2 separate regions of the Mus musculus genome follow, and region 2 is linked to region 1. A link is a contact called in public Hi-C data. All regions are on one chromosome and are shown on one strand. The core of a region is the stretch at or near the end of the contact, and the rest is flanking DNA. Distances in the headings are between cores, read along the strand shown.

Region 1 (6,841 bases), core at 2,505-5,004:
ATGAAAAGTGGATGCCTGGTCTCTGAGAGGAAGGGTGGTAGCATCCAGGCTGAGGCCTGGGAAACTAGGGGTTGCTGAAGGAGAGAGAAAATCTACAAAGTATCCCCCTCCACTGAAACATGGTACTGGGTCCACTTCATGGGGTCAGCTCACCTGCACTAGATGGCTCCTGGCCCCCAAAGGGTACCCAGACCCTAAAGCAGCAGACTCTAACACAGCATCACTCCAAGTAGCATCAGCTGAACACCCAGCTGAAGCCACAGCACAGGGCTCAGCTCAGGGAAAATCAGGCTGAAGATACAATAGCCTCTGAGTGCCATCTTCCTGAGCTAAAGTATAAATATCTCTAAAGATGGAAGACTATTGACTGACTTGGGTATAAATGGGTCATTTCAACAACTTTAACTAAATGAAGAAGCCAGAGATCCACAGCCAAACACCAGGCAGAGCTTGGGAGTCATGCAGAAGAGTAGGGGATAGGATTAAGTAGCTGGAGGGTTCAAAGACACCACAAGATAACAGAGTCAACTTACCTGGGCCCATGAGCCACCAGCCAAAGAACATGGCTGGACCTAGGCCCCCTACACATCTGTAGCAGATGTGCAGCTTGGTCTTCATGTGGGTCTCCTAACAATTGGATCAGGAGGGTTGCCTGCTACTGGATACCCTCCCCCTAGCTGGCCTGCCTACTCGGGCTTCAGTGGGGTAAGATGTGCATAGTTTTTCTGCGACTTGATATTCCAGGGCAGGGTGGTACCCAAGAGGAGCTTCCTCTTCTCTGAGGGGGTAACTTGGGGGGAGGGGTTATAAGGGTGAGATTAGGAGGAGAGGAAGGAGGGGGCTACAACTGGGATATAAAGTGAGTGAATACTTTAAATATATAAATACATACATGCATACATACATGCATGCAGAGAGAGAGAGAGAGATGAAAAAGACAAATTCTACAAGCACTGTTGCTCAGCACTGCCTCTCTCTGCCTTGGAGAGCAGATAAAATGGAGATCTTATGTGGTTACTTTCTTCTTAGAGCCAGTTTTTAACGAGCAAAGCAAAGCTGTGCTTTCTATAGAATAGCAAGACCATCAAGATATGTGCTGTTAATGGGCTGTTTTTCAGCACTCATAAAGATACATCAATAAAGTGGAGCACAGTGAGAAAGAGAAATGCCCTGTTCCCTCTTTGAAACACTGAAAATCACAAGGCCCTTTAGCCTGATTACATTACAGTGGGGGAGGGGAGTTGTGAGGAAGTAAGTTGGATGCTCTGGGCTGTGCTATGCCTTATCCTCCTGAAGCCCTGCCTCCTCCCACTTCTTTTCCTTCTTAACAGCTGACCCAAAGGGCCTAAACTTAGCAAGGGCGAGGTGTAGGAAACTAGATAGTGCATTCTCCAGTTGGATAGGAAGTACTGGGCTCAATGTGTTTAAGGTTAAGATTAATTCCATACTTCCTCTGAATCTATTTTAAAAACACAGCAAAGGATGGCATATGTTGTCTTCTAACAAAAATGACACATGATCAAAGGGTAAACATGAGCTGCGTGTCAGACCTCTGACTCCTGCCCTCGACCCGTGCCTACGGAATCAGGAAAGGTATTTTACCATCTCCGTTAAAATGCGGTTGCTTCTGTTTATTGAGAGACTTCTGTAGTGAGGCAGCCAGAGGAATCACGGATCGAGCATGGCCGAACTGAGAGGAGTCAGGACATAGGAAAAGCCCAGGAGCTCTGTTGCTAAATGTCTCTCACTGCAAAGGAGACTATGAGCTACAAGTCTGAACCTTGATGCCTGAAACCAGAACTCTACCTGCTGCCTGGGTGGGAGAATCAAGTTTTCTCATTTTCAGTGACCATCCTCATTAATGTTGGCTGGTTATCATTCCCTGGGCTCTGCAAACAGGAGCTTCCATTCTATAGACCCACTCATTAGGACTGATTTAATTGAATTGAAGAAGAAAAAGTACTGGCTGCCAGGAAGCCAGGATTGAGACTCCTGGAGATCCTAGTTTCCTGGTGAATTCCAAGTGTGGCTTTCTCTAGCAGCAAGGTACAGACGATGAATTAACACAGTCCCTGCATCACTCTGTGTCTCTTCCAGTGTCCCCAACCATCTTCCACACATCACCTCAAAGAAGGTTGATGTCTCCCTAAGCTATTGTCCCTTTGAGGTTTGTTTGGATGCTGGTTTGATGATCCACAGGCATGGGAGAAGTTGAAACTAACTCATAATCTCTTGTGTATAGAGAAAATCATCTCAGAGGTTCACAGGTCACAGAGCCTAACAATTCTACATTCTAATTGGTACCCCGGGAGTTCTTTTAAGCAGGATGGTGGGGGGATGGCAGCATCTGGGTAGAAAGCAGTATGTCTTTGAACTGGGTACAACAGTTAAAGCCATTCCTGGTCATGCCTTTTCTCACTGTTCAGATACTTCTAGTATTCTTAAACCAAGTTGGGCTTTCTGCTCTGAGCACCAAGGATGTTAATCTCAAGTGCTGAGAAAGACCCCAAAGATCTACTCTTGGGGAGATTAGGACCCAGTAGAGGGAGGTGGGCCATGGCCATGAAACCGAGTGACTAGAATTAAAGTGTCATAAAGAAAGTAAAGAAGGCAACACATTTCACAACTTCCAGGAAGATCTATTGGACCAGATATAGAAGGAAGACTAAGACCATGCAGGACCATGAATGTTCCTGGTGGGGAACAAATTCAAAGGCTATGAGGCAATAGCAAGCATGGCAAGTCTAAGAAACAACAAGGAGGTCAGAGGGTGGGCACACAGAGAGCACTGAGGACCGGCTGTCAGACCCAGGCAGGGCCAAACTCTGCAGGGCCTCCTGGTGCAAAGCTGGACTCATTCTGGTGTCTTGGGTTTGATATTGTCCTCCACGTGCTGGAGGAACAATGGTGGGCAGAAGGCCTTAAGCAGGAGATGGCATGCTCTCACTCTAAGGGGGAGGGAGGGGAGCCAAAGTTATGAGAGAGCAGTTGACAAATGATTGTGGCACAGCAAAGATGTTAATGAGTGACAGCCCTCCTGTGTCTTGCTCATGCTCCAAGCACTGTACCGAGCTCTCTGTAGGCAGGACTTCATTCATTTTCCCTAATACACCTTTAAGAAGTTGAGACTAAATGGCCACAAAGGGTAGAACAGGCAACCAGAGGAATTCACCACTGTGGAACTTCTGCAATGAAGTCTACATAAGTAAGGGATGGAGCCATTTAACACAATGAGACACTTCCTTTTCATGTATCTCTATGCTTCTGAGGCAGTCCTAGAATTGAAATGATTTGTTCCGGCAGTTCTGGTTTAATTTTCTATTTTATTATGAGGGTATGTGAAGGAGGTTTTAGGGGCAAACACCAATGGGAAATGTGAAGTAGCAAAGGGGGAGGGGGAGAATGCTCCTGTTGCCTCTCCTCTTAGTTAGGGTTTCTATGGCTGAGATAAAACACCAGGACCAAAGCAGAATGGGGAGGAAAGCATTGATTTGGCTTGCATACCCTGAGTCACAGTCCACTTAGGGACTCCAAAGCAGGAACTCAATCAGGGCAAGAACTTGGAGACAGAAGCCAATCCAGAGCCATGGAGTAGTGTTCTTACTGACTTGCTACCTCGTGGTTTGCTCAGCCTGCTTTCTTATAGCATCCAAGGTCATCCATCCAGTGAGCTGGGCCCTTCCATTAATTATCAACCAAAATAATACAACACAGCCTTTGCCCACAGGCAAGTTTCTCAGCTGAGCTTCCCTCTTGCAAAATGACTCTAGTTTGTATTGTTGACCTAGAACTTGCCAGTACACTTGACATAACAAAGCAATACACCATTGTTTCAATAACTTCCTTTTTTGTTCACCTCTAAGATTTCATATTAATAAATGTCACAAATAGAAAACACATTACAGATTTTAAAATCCTATAGTCTTTACAAATTCAAATACTTTAAAACTTCAGGCACTAAAAATCCAAAGACTCTATAAATAAACTCCAAACCTTCCAAAGCCTTTGAGTTGGGGGACTTGGGAGAAAAAGAATCTTGTCCCTAGGGGAGAGCTGGGTTTCAATAGGGTAAGGAAGAGGAACAAATGATCTGTGACCAACAAGAGTGGGAGAGGGTGGGTCTCGTGAATGGGGATTCCAGAGGACCTGCTGAAATGGCTGGCAGAGAGCTCAGAAGTGGGAGGATGAGTCAGGCATGGAAATGAAGGAAACAATCTGGGAGTGAGAGTCCACAGAAGGATGTGAGCTCACTTGGCTTTCATTTGGGGGTTGGGGGGAAGTGGCCAAGTATGGCAGGGATGGAAAGCAGGAAACTAAGCAGGCTTAAGGATCCAGACAGGACTTGAGCCTGGAAGTGGCTCTCTGCCCCAGTGACAATTGCAGGTGCTGTGAAAACCTCTGCTAGAGTTCCTTACCCTTCTGTCATTTATCAGACACTAGCTCTTTACATAAGTGAGACACACATAATTTATATGCCTGCAGCCATCAGATATTCTAGAACTTGCCCACAAACATAACTTATTCGTTTCAAAGCCGAGTTTTTAGTCAAATTCTTCCCAAGGCTTTCCAGATCTCCCTGCTCTCTAGATCCAAATTGATGAGTAGGCTCATCAAAGGACATGAGCCTAAACTTAACTTGGAAACGATTACCAACTAAATATGTTAACAGACAGCAATGAGGCAGAATAGAACGGTACACTGGTGAGAAGTTTTCTGTTTCTCTAAGGCATCAATCTGTGCAGAATGACTTTTGCTAACTATTTCCAGAAAATTCAGAGACTCATGTAATAAGGATTGGGGGCTAATACTGAAAATCTTTTGATATTGATTATCTGCCTTAAAAAAAACCAAACAAACAAAAAACCCAACTATGAGTATATGAGTGTAGCAGTTCTTTGAATCTTTTTAAAACTTCTGAGGAAAAAAAAAAGATATCTTCTCTGCCAGCCCACCTTAAGGTTAGCAGAGTCCCTGGGAACTGCACTACAACATGGATGAGGGATACGCCTCAAAGACAGAAGCCATTGCAAGGAAGGCTTCCCACACTCTTTCTGTTCTGACCAACAGCACACACTCTCTCAGCACTCACACAATCTCTGTATGGTTTCTGTCCTTACATTAGCTCTCACCACACATAGGAAACATTCAGACAGGAGCAGTCACTCACCTTAGAACCCCAAGCACATGCAGCACACATACAGAGTGCCTTTCTGTTTCTTTGACTTCACTTCATCTTAAAATTCTGGCTATTCTCTGCTTTCTCTCTCTAGAGTAGGATTAAGGGGTGTTCCAAAGGAAATGGAGGACTATTCTGATGAAAACTTTGGGAAATAATAATTAGGTCAAATAAGGGAAGGAAATAAATACTTACTGATGCCCACTATATGTCAGGAAAACTCCAGGCAGCCTCTCTTCTGCATCTCACACACTCCTTTGAGCCCTCCACTCCTAAAGCTTGCTTCCCATTCATGCACCCACTAAGACTCTACATTAAAAACTTGACTGAGCTTGAACAAATGATGTGAGTTAATTGTATGTTAATTGTATGTTATTATAAAGATGACAAAATACATCCTGAAATAGTATAGCACCAAGTCTGGCAATGTCTTGTCCCAAGAGGGCAAACTTCAACAGCAGAAGCCAAGAGTCCATTATCCATATCAAGACCATCCATTCCAGGGCGGTAGGTCAGAGAATTGAAATATTATATGCTATCTGGATAATTACCTGAGTTGAAACAGTCTACACATGTGTATAACATGTCAGTTTTACACCTTGGTGCAAGTTATCACAGGAATCTCTTACAAATTTCCCTGATGCCCAGAGGGATCACACAGTTCCCACTCATGCCTCAGCCTCTCACTCAATGCTCACCTGGACCTTCACCTGTCAGTATGTCAACCTTCCAATGAAGTTCTGTCTTTTGCTTTTATGTCCCATGATCCATAATCTCAAGCTTCCCTTTACCAGTGGCTATCTTAGGAGCCCCCAAAAGTAAGTGTAGTAGACTAGAGTAAGAAGAAAAAGGAACCCTCCACATGTTCATGTGGACAAAATACCACCTACTCTTTCCCATCTAGTTAGAGCTGCCTAGTTGGGGACAGAGCAGAGGAGGAGGCAGGCATGATAGACTGCCTCTTGTCTGTTATCCATGCACTTTGGCTAATAGGATGTTCATGCCGAAATGGGCTCAGAGACATACTACCAACAAAGGAGGACTGCTGGGGCACTTCAAGGAAAGGCTTCCCCTCTAACAAAATACAATGCTAGATCTTTAATGTCCCCTAGAGGTCCCTGAGGCAGAGTTTCCACTATAAAGGGGAAATATAAAACCTATCTTTAAGAAGTAGAACCCAATGTGTCTTCAGGACACTAAAGGTGTGCCCTGAAAGGGGACAGTAAGTCTCAAACCCTCTCCTCTTCCTGTCTTTTGCATCCTAGCCACAGGGTGGGCCATTTGTTCTGCTGCATATTTTTCAATATTACCATCCAGTACCCTGACCAGGGGCTTATAAGAACAGATGAGAGCATCATGACTATGGGCCTTTGTTCTCTTTATGAATTGACTCTCTCAGGTATTTGTCAAAGTAAAGGAAGATGACTAACAAAAGGACATGGGAGGAACTGCCTTTTCAAGCTTTGAACATTGACTTTGAAGGATACAATCCTAGTAACTGCTACAACATTTTTTGTGCCCATGAAGGTAGAGCCAAAGAAATATGAACAAAGCTGACCTGGAGTGCAATTAGTTTACCCTTGCCATAATGAAGAACTAAATTATTTAATGGGGAAGTTATTTTTTAGCTCAATATTCAATTATTTAGAGAAAAACTCAACTTCC
Region 2 (6,841 bases), core at 1,427-3,926, 170 kb before region 1:
TTTTCCAATTTTTTATTAGGTATTTACTTCATTTACATTTCAAAGGCTATCCCGAAAATCCCCTATACCCTCCCCACCCCCCCGACCCCCTACCCACCCACTCCCACTTCTTGGCCCTGCTGTTTCCTCTGTATTGGGGCATATAAAGTTTGCTAGACCAAGGGGCCTCTCTTACAATGATGGCAGACTAGTTCATCTTCTGCTACAAATGCAGCTAGAGACACAAGCTCTGGGGTTACTGGTTAGTTCATATTGTTGTTCCACCTATAGGGTTGCAGACCCCTTCAGCTCCTTGGGTACTTTCTCTAGCTCCTCCATGGGGGGCCCTGTGTTCCATCCAATAGCTGACTGTGAGCATCCAATAAATGTAGTTTATTACATGTCAATCATTCCAGAATAACTTCGTGAACTTAATCTCCTGGTGGCCGGTGTGACCCTATAATCCCAACTCACATGGGAAATAGGAGTATCAGGAGTTCAGGGTTATCCTCAGCTATGCAGTGAGCTCAGGGTTAGCCTGAGCTACCTGAGACCATCTCAAAACAAAACAACAAAAACTTAATCTCCAATATGTGAGTACTATATTGATAAGTGAGTAATTATTGCTTCTTTGTTTTCATGTGTTTCCAAAGCACTGACTGTCAATATTGCATCTTGTTTTGGTTTTTAGTATTTATAAACTTGGAAAATCTCCTCTTGCTTTTTCTGCATCCAGATTCGTCATGGACTTAACTTGAGTTTTACCCTTTACAGGAAGCATTTGGAGGCTTAAATATTTCAGGAGGGGTTAAAACCACAAGGGAAGCATCGTAAAGGCTTTGAAAGGCAAACAGCAGCCAATCAGGGGATGCAGCGACTGCTGTCACTTTAAAGATTCATGAGACCTTTACTACACAGCATCACTCTGCATGTTGCTCCTCCACACAGAATCACTTATTTACAGATTAAAAGCCTTGCATTCTGCCAAGACAGGCAATAATTACTCTCTGGGGGATTATGCAATTGCTCTCTTGCAGTATTTTTTAACATAATTAAGTGAGGAGAGACTCATAGCTCACCAAGGAACAAAGCACAGTTGCAAATACCACCCTCTGAAGATGTCTCACCAAACCCACATTTTCCCCATGTGTAGGAAAAACTTGCAGCAGGTCTCTACCAAAACGCTTTGATCATGAAGTCAGAAAGGCAAGAAGCATCATTCAAAGTCGAAACAGTTGAAAACAGTCACGAAGCCTGAAAATCAGGCTTTGAATTTACTGGAGCCAATATTAACCTTCCTTAACCTTCGCAAGTTCAATTCTATTCCGATCCACAAGTGTTTGCTGGATCCCAACAAAGTCACTCGTGTGCTCTTGCTTTTCCAGCAATTCACTAGCCTGATTACTCTGTTTAATACCTGGTTTTAGCCAACTGTTTTTGAATGCCTGCAATATCATAGATACTGGAAAAGCTAAAAGGCTCTGCTTTAAGCGTTTCTAGTAATACTCCTGGGAGATCTTCATAGTGCTTCAAAATTTGGCTGAAAGCACTAGGCTCTGCATGCACTCTGGACTCCCAAGTGTTCTGCTGTGGGCAAAAACAGGAGCAGAGTGGAGGGACAGAGGAAGGGGGCTGTGGCATCATTATGGAGGTCCCAAACACAGCTGAGCCCACCAGACACCCTGCTCCTTCACGTATTCACTCCTTTGATTCTATTCAGTTTCCAGTTTAAGAAATCCAGCACAAAGGCTGAAAGAATAATATACCTACACCGTGTACTTCCACCTATTCCACACTCACAACAGCTCTGTGTGTGCTTTCGTGTGCATGGCCGTTACCGCAAAAAACATTCTGTCTGTGCTGTGAAAAGGAGGGTGCAGACAGGGGTATTCCCTCCTAAATCACTCAGCATGTGTCTCTTAGAGGTTAGAATGTTCCCCTGTGTACCAATAACATCAGGACACATAAAAAAACCACTTCTCATATTATTTTCAGACTTGATTTTAAAGAGAATTAGCAATTAATGCCTATTAGCTATTCAAATTTCTACCATTCCAACCTCAATCTCTTTTTATAACGTTTTCACCCAAGCTAAGATCTACTCCAGTGGTTTCCAAAGCAATTTATTTTTAATTTTTTTCAAAAACAATTTTATTAGATATTTTATTCATTTACATTTCAAATGCTATCCCAAAAGTTCCCTATACCCTCGCCATTCCATGCTCGCCAGCCCACCCACTCCCACTTCCTGGCCCTGGCATTCCCCTGTACTGGGGCATATAATCTTCGCAAGGCCAAGGGCCTCTCCTCTCATTGATGTTCCACAAGGCCATTCTCTGCTACATATGCAGCTAGAGATATGAGCTCTGGGGTTACTGGTTAGTTCATATTGTTGTTCCTCCTATAGGGTTGCAGACCCCTTCAACTACTTGAGTAATTTCTTTACCTCCTCCATTGGGGGCCCTGTGTTCCATCCAATAGGTGACTGTGAGCATCCACTTCTGTATTTGCCAAGCAGGGGCATAGCCTCAAAAGAGATAGCTACATCAAGGTGCTGTCAGCAAAATCTTGCTGGCATATGCAGTAGTGTTTGGGTTTGGTGGCTGTTTATGGGATGGATCCCTGGGTAGGGCAGTCTCTTGATGGTCCTTCATTCCGTCTCAGCTCCACACATTGTCTATGTAACTCCTTCCATGGGTATTTTGTGCCCAGTCATAGGAGGAACAAATTATCCACACTTTGGACTTCCTTCTTCTTGAGTTTCATGTGTTTTGTGAATTGTATCTTGGGTATTCTAACTTTCTGAGCTAATATCCACTTATCAGTGAGTGCATATCAAGTGACTTCTTTTGTGATTGGGTTACCTCACTCAGGATGATATCCTCAGATCCATCCATTTGCCTAAGAATATCATAAATTCATTGTTTTTAATAGCTGCTTAGTACTCCATTCTGTAAATGTACTACATTTTCTGTATCCATTCTTCTGTTGAAGGACAGCTGGGTTCTTTCCAGCTTATGGCTATTATAAATAAGGCTATTATGAACATAGTGGAGCTTGTGTTCTTATTACAAGTTGGAATATCTTCTGGGTATATGCCCAGGAGAGGTATTGCAGGATCCTCCAGTAGTACTATGTTAAATTTTCTGAGGAACCACCAGACTGATTTCCAGAGTGGTTGTACCAGCTTGCAATCCCAACAGCAATGGAGGAGTGTTCCTCTTTCACCACATCCTCAACAGCATCTGCTGTCACCTGAATTTTTGATCTTAGCAATTCTGACTGGTGTGAGGTGGAATCTCAGGGTTGTTTTGATTTGCATTTCCCTGATGATTAAGGATGTTGAACATTTTTCAGGTGCTTCTCAGACATTTGGTATTCCTCAGTTGAAAATTCTTAGCCGGGCGGTGGTGGTGCATGCCTTTAATGCCAGCACTTGGGAGGCAGAGGCAGGCAGATTTATGAGTTCGAGGCCAGCCTGGTCTACAAAGTGAGTTCCAGGACACCCAGGGCTATACAGAGAAACACTGTCTCAGAAAGAAAGAAAGAAAGAAAGGAAGGAAGGAAGGAAGGAAGGAAGGAAGGAAGGAAGGAAGGAAGGAAGGAAGGAAGGAAAAAAAGAAAAAAAGAAAAGAAAAAGAAAATTCTTTGTTTAGCTCTGTACCTCATTTTTAATAGGGTTATTTGATTTTCTGGAGTCCAGATTCTTGAGTTATTTGTGTATATTGGATATTAGTCCCCTATCTGATTTAGGATTGGTGAAGATCCTTTCCCAATCTGTTGGTGGCCTTTTTGTCTTATTGACAGTGTCTTTTGCCTTACAAAAGCTTTGCAATTTTATGAGGTCCCATTTGTTAATTCTCAATCTTACAGCACAAGCCAATGCTGTTCTGTTCAGGAATTTTCCCCTGTGCCCATATCTTTGAGGCTTTTCTCCACTTTCTCCTCTATAAGTTTCAGTGTCTCTGGTTTTATGTGGAGTTCCTTGATCCACTTAGACTTGGGCTTTGTACAAGGAGATAAGAGTGGATAAATTTGAATTCTTCTACAGGATAACTGCCAGTTGTGCCAGCACCATTTGTTGAAAATGCTGGCTTTTTCCCTCTGGATGGATTTAGCTCCTTTGTCAAAGATCAAGTGACCATAGGTGTGTGGGTTCATTTCTGGGTCTTCAATTCTATTCCATTGATCTAACTGTTGGTCGCTGTACCAGTACCATGCAGTGTTTTTTTTAATCACAATTGCTCTGTAGTACAGCTTTAGGTCAGGCATGGTGACTCCAACAGAGGTTCTTTTATCCTTGAGAAGAGTTTTTGCTATCCTAGGTTTTTTGTTATTCCAGATGAATTTGCAAATTTCTCTTTCTTACTCAGTGAAAAATTGAGCTGAAATTTTGATGGGGATTGCATTGAATCTGTAGATTGCTTTTGGCAAGATAGCCATTTTTACAATGTTGATCCTGCCAATCCATGAGCATGGGAGATCTTTCCATCTTCTGAGATCTTCTTAGATTTCTTTCTTCAGAGACTTGAAGTTCTTATCATACAGATCTTTCACTTCCTTAGTTAGAGTCATGCCAAGGTATTTTATATTATTTGTGACTATTGTAAAGAGTGTTGTTTCCCTAATTTCTTTCTCAGCCCGTTTATCCGTTGTGTACAGAAAGGCCATTGACTTGTTGGAGTTAATTTTATATCCAGCTACTTCACCGAAGCTGTTTACCAGGTTTATGAGTTCTCTGGTGGAATTTTGAGGGTCACTTATATATACTATCATATCATCTGCAAATAGTGATATTTTGACTTCTTCCTTTCCAATTTGTATCCCCTTGATCTCTGTTTGTTGTCAAAGTGCTCTGGCTAGGACTTCAAGTACTATATTGAATAGGTAGGGAGAAAGTGGGCAGCCTTGTCTAGTCCCTGATTTTAGTGGGATTGCTTCAAGTTTCTCTCCATTTAGTTTGATGTTGGCTACTGGTTTGCTGTATATTTCTTTTATTATGTTTAGATATGGTTCCTGATCTTTCCAGGACTTTTATCATGAATGGGTGTTGCATTTTGTCAGATGTTTTCTCAGCATCTAAGGAGATGATCATGTGGTTTTTGTCTTTGAGTTTGTTTATATAGTGGATTATTTTGATGCATTTGTGTATATTAAACCATTCCTGCATACCTGAGATGAAGCCTACTTGATCATGAAGGATGATCATTTTGATGTGTTCTTGGATTTGGTTTAGGAGAATTTTATTGAGTATTTTTGCATCAATATTCATAGGGGAAATTGGTCTGAAGTTCTCTTTCTGTGTTGGGTCTCTAGGTGGTTTAGGTATGAGAGCAATTGTGGCTTCATAGAATAAATTGGGTAGAGTATCTTCTGTTTCTATTTTGTGGAATAGTTTGAGGAGAATTGGAATTAGGTCTTCTTTGAAAGTCTGATAGAACTCTGCGCTAAACCCATCTGGTCCTGGGCTTTTTTTGATTGGGAGACTATAAATGACTGCTTTTATTTCTTTAGGGGAACAGGACTGTTTAGATCATTAATCTGATCCTGATTTAACTTTAGTACCTGGTATCTGTCTAGGAAATTGTCCATTTCATCCAGGTTTTCCAGTTTTGTTGATTATAGCCTTTTGTAGTAGGATCTGATGATGTTTTGGATATCCTCAATTTCTGTTGTTATGTCTCCTTTTTCATTTCTGATTTTGTTAATTAGGATAATGACCCTGTATCCTCTAGTTAGTCTGGCTAAGCATTTATCTATCTTCTTGATTTTCTCAAAGAACCAGCTCCTGGTTTGGTTGATTCTTTGTATAGTTCCTTTTGCTACAGCTTGGTTGATTTCAGCCCTAAGTTTGATTATTTCCTGCCCTCTACTCCCCTTGGGTGAATATGCTGCCTTTTGTCCTAGAGCTTTTAGGTTTCCTGTCAAGCTGCTAGTGTGTGCTCTCTCTAGTTTCTTTTTGGCAGCACTCAGAGCTATGAGTTTTCCTCTTAGGAATGCTTTCATTGTGTCCTATAATTTTGGGTATGTTGTGGCTTCATTTTCATTAATCTCTAAAAAGTCTTTAATCTCTTTCTTTATATCTTCCTTGAACCAAGTTATCATTGAGTAGAGTGTTGTTCAGCTTCCACATCAACATTGGCTTTCTATTATTTATGTTGTTATTGAAGATCAGCCTTAGTCTGTGGTGATCTGATAGGATGCATAGGATAATTTCAATATTTTTATATATGTTGAGGCTTGTTTTGTGACCAATTATATGGTCAATTTTGGAGTAGGTAACATGAGGTATTGAGAAGAAGGTATATCCTTTTGTTTTAGGATAAAATGTTCTGTAGATATCTGTTAAATCCATTTGTTTCATAACTTCTGTTAGTTTCATTGTGTCTCTGTTTAGTTTCTAATTCCAGGATCTATTCTGGATTGATGAGAGTAGGGTATTGAAGTCTTCCACTATTATTGTGTGAGGTGCAATGTGTGCTTTGAGCTTTACTAAAGTTTCCTTAATGAATGTGGATGTCCTTGCATTTGGAGCATAGATATTCAGAATTAAGAATTCATCTTGGAAGATTTTACCTTTGATGAGTATGAAGTGCCCCTCCTTGTCTTTTTTGATAACTTTGGGTTGGAAGTCAATTTATTCAATATTAGAATGGTTACTCCAGCTTGTTTCTTCAGACCATTTGCTTGGAAAATTGTTTTCCAGCCTTTTACTCTGAGATGGTGTCTGTCTTTGTCCCTGAGGTGGGTTTCCTGTGTGCAGCAAAATGTTGGGTCCTGTTTATGTAGCCAGTCTGTTAGTCTATGCCTTTTTATTGGGGAACTGAGTCCACTGATATTTAAAAAAGTAATTGCTGCTTCC

Evidence for each region. A called contact is a pair of places that touch in the nucleus more often than the background predicts.
Region 2: a Hi-C map of bone marrow-derived macrophages shows a contact between it and region 1, with 24 read pairs. The contact joins two enhancer-like sites. A contact is called at or near these places in 2 of 484 Hi-C or Micro-C datasets (bone marrow-derived macrophages and peritoneal macrophages).

The regions. Positions count from the first base shown.
Region 1 is chr3:109,246,389-109,253,229 of GRCm38.p6, reverse strand. No RefSeq gene overlaps it. Among named protein-coding and RNA genes, the nearest start is that of Vav3, 91 kb to the left of the region's middle. Within about 2 kb of position 3,754, at least 34 of the 459 cell types and tissues checked have an H3K27ac peak or open chromatin away from gene starts, as enhancers often do. A contact at or near this core is called in bone marrow-derived macrophages, where this site is marked.
Region 2 is chr3:109,415,351-109,422,191 of GRCm38.p6, reverse strand. The region is part of intron 1 of Vav3 (vav 3 oncogene); the gene reads right to left. Among named protein-coding and RNA genes, the nearest start is that of Vav3, 78 kb to the right of the region's middle. Within about 2 kb of position 2,676, at least 5 of the 459 cell types and tissues checked have an H3K27ac peak or open chromatin away from gene starts, as enhancers often do. A contact at or near this core is called in bone marrow-derived macrophages, where this site is marked.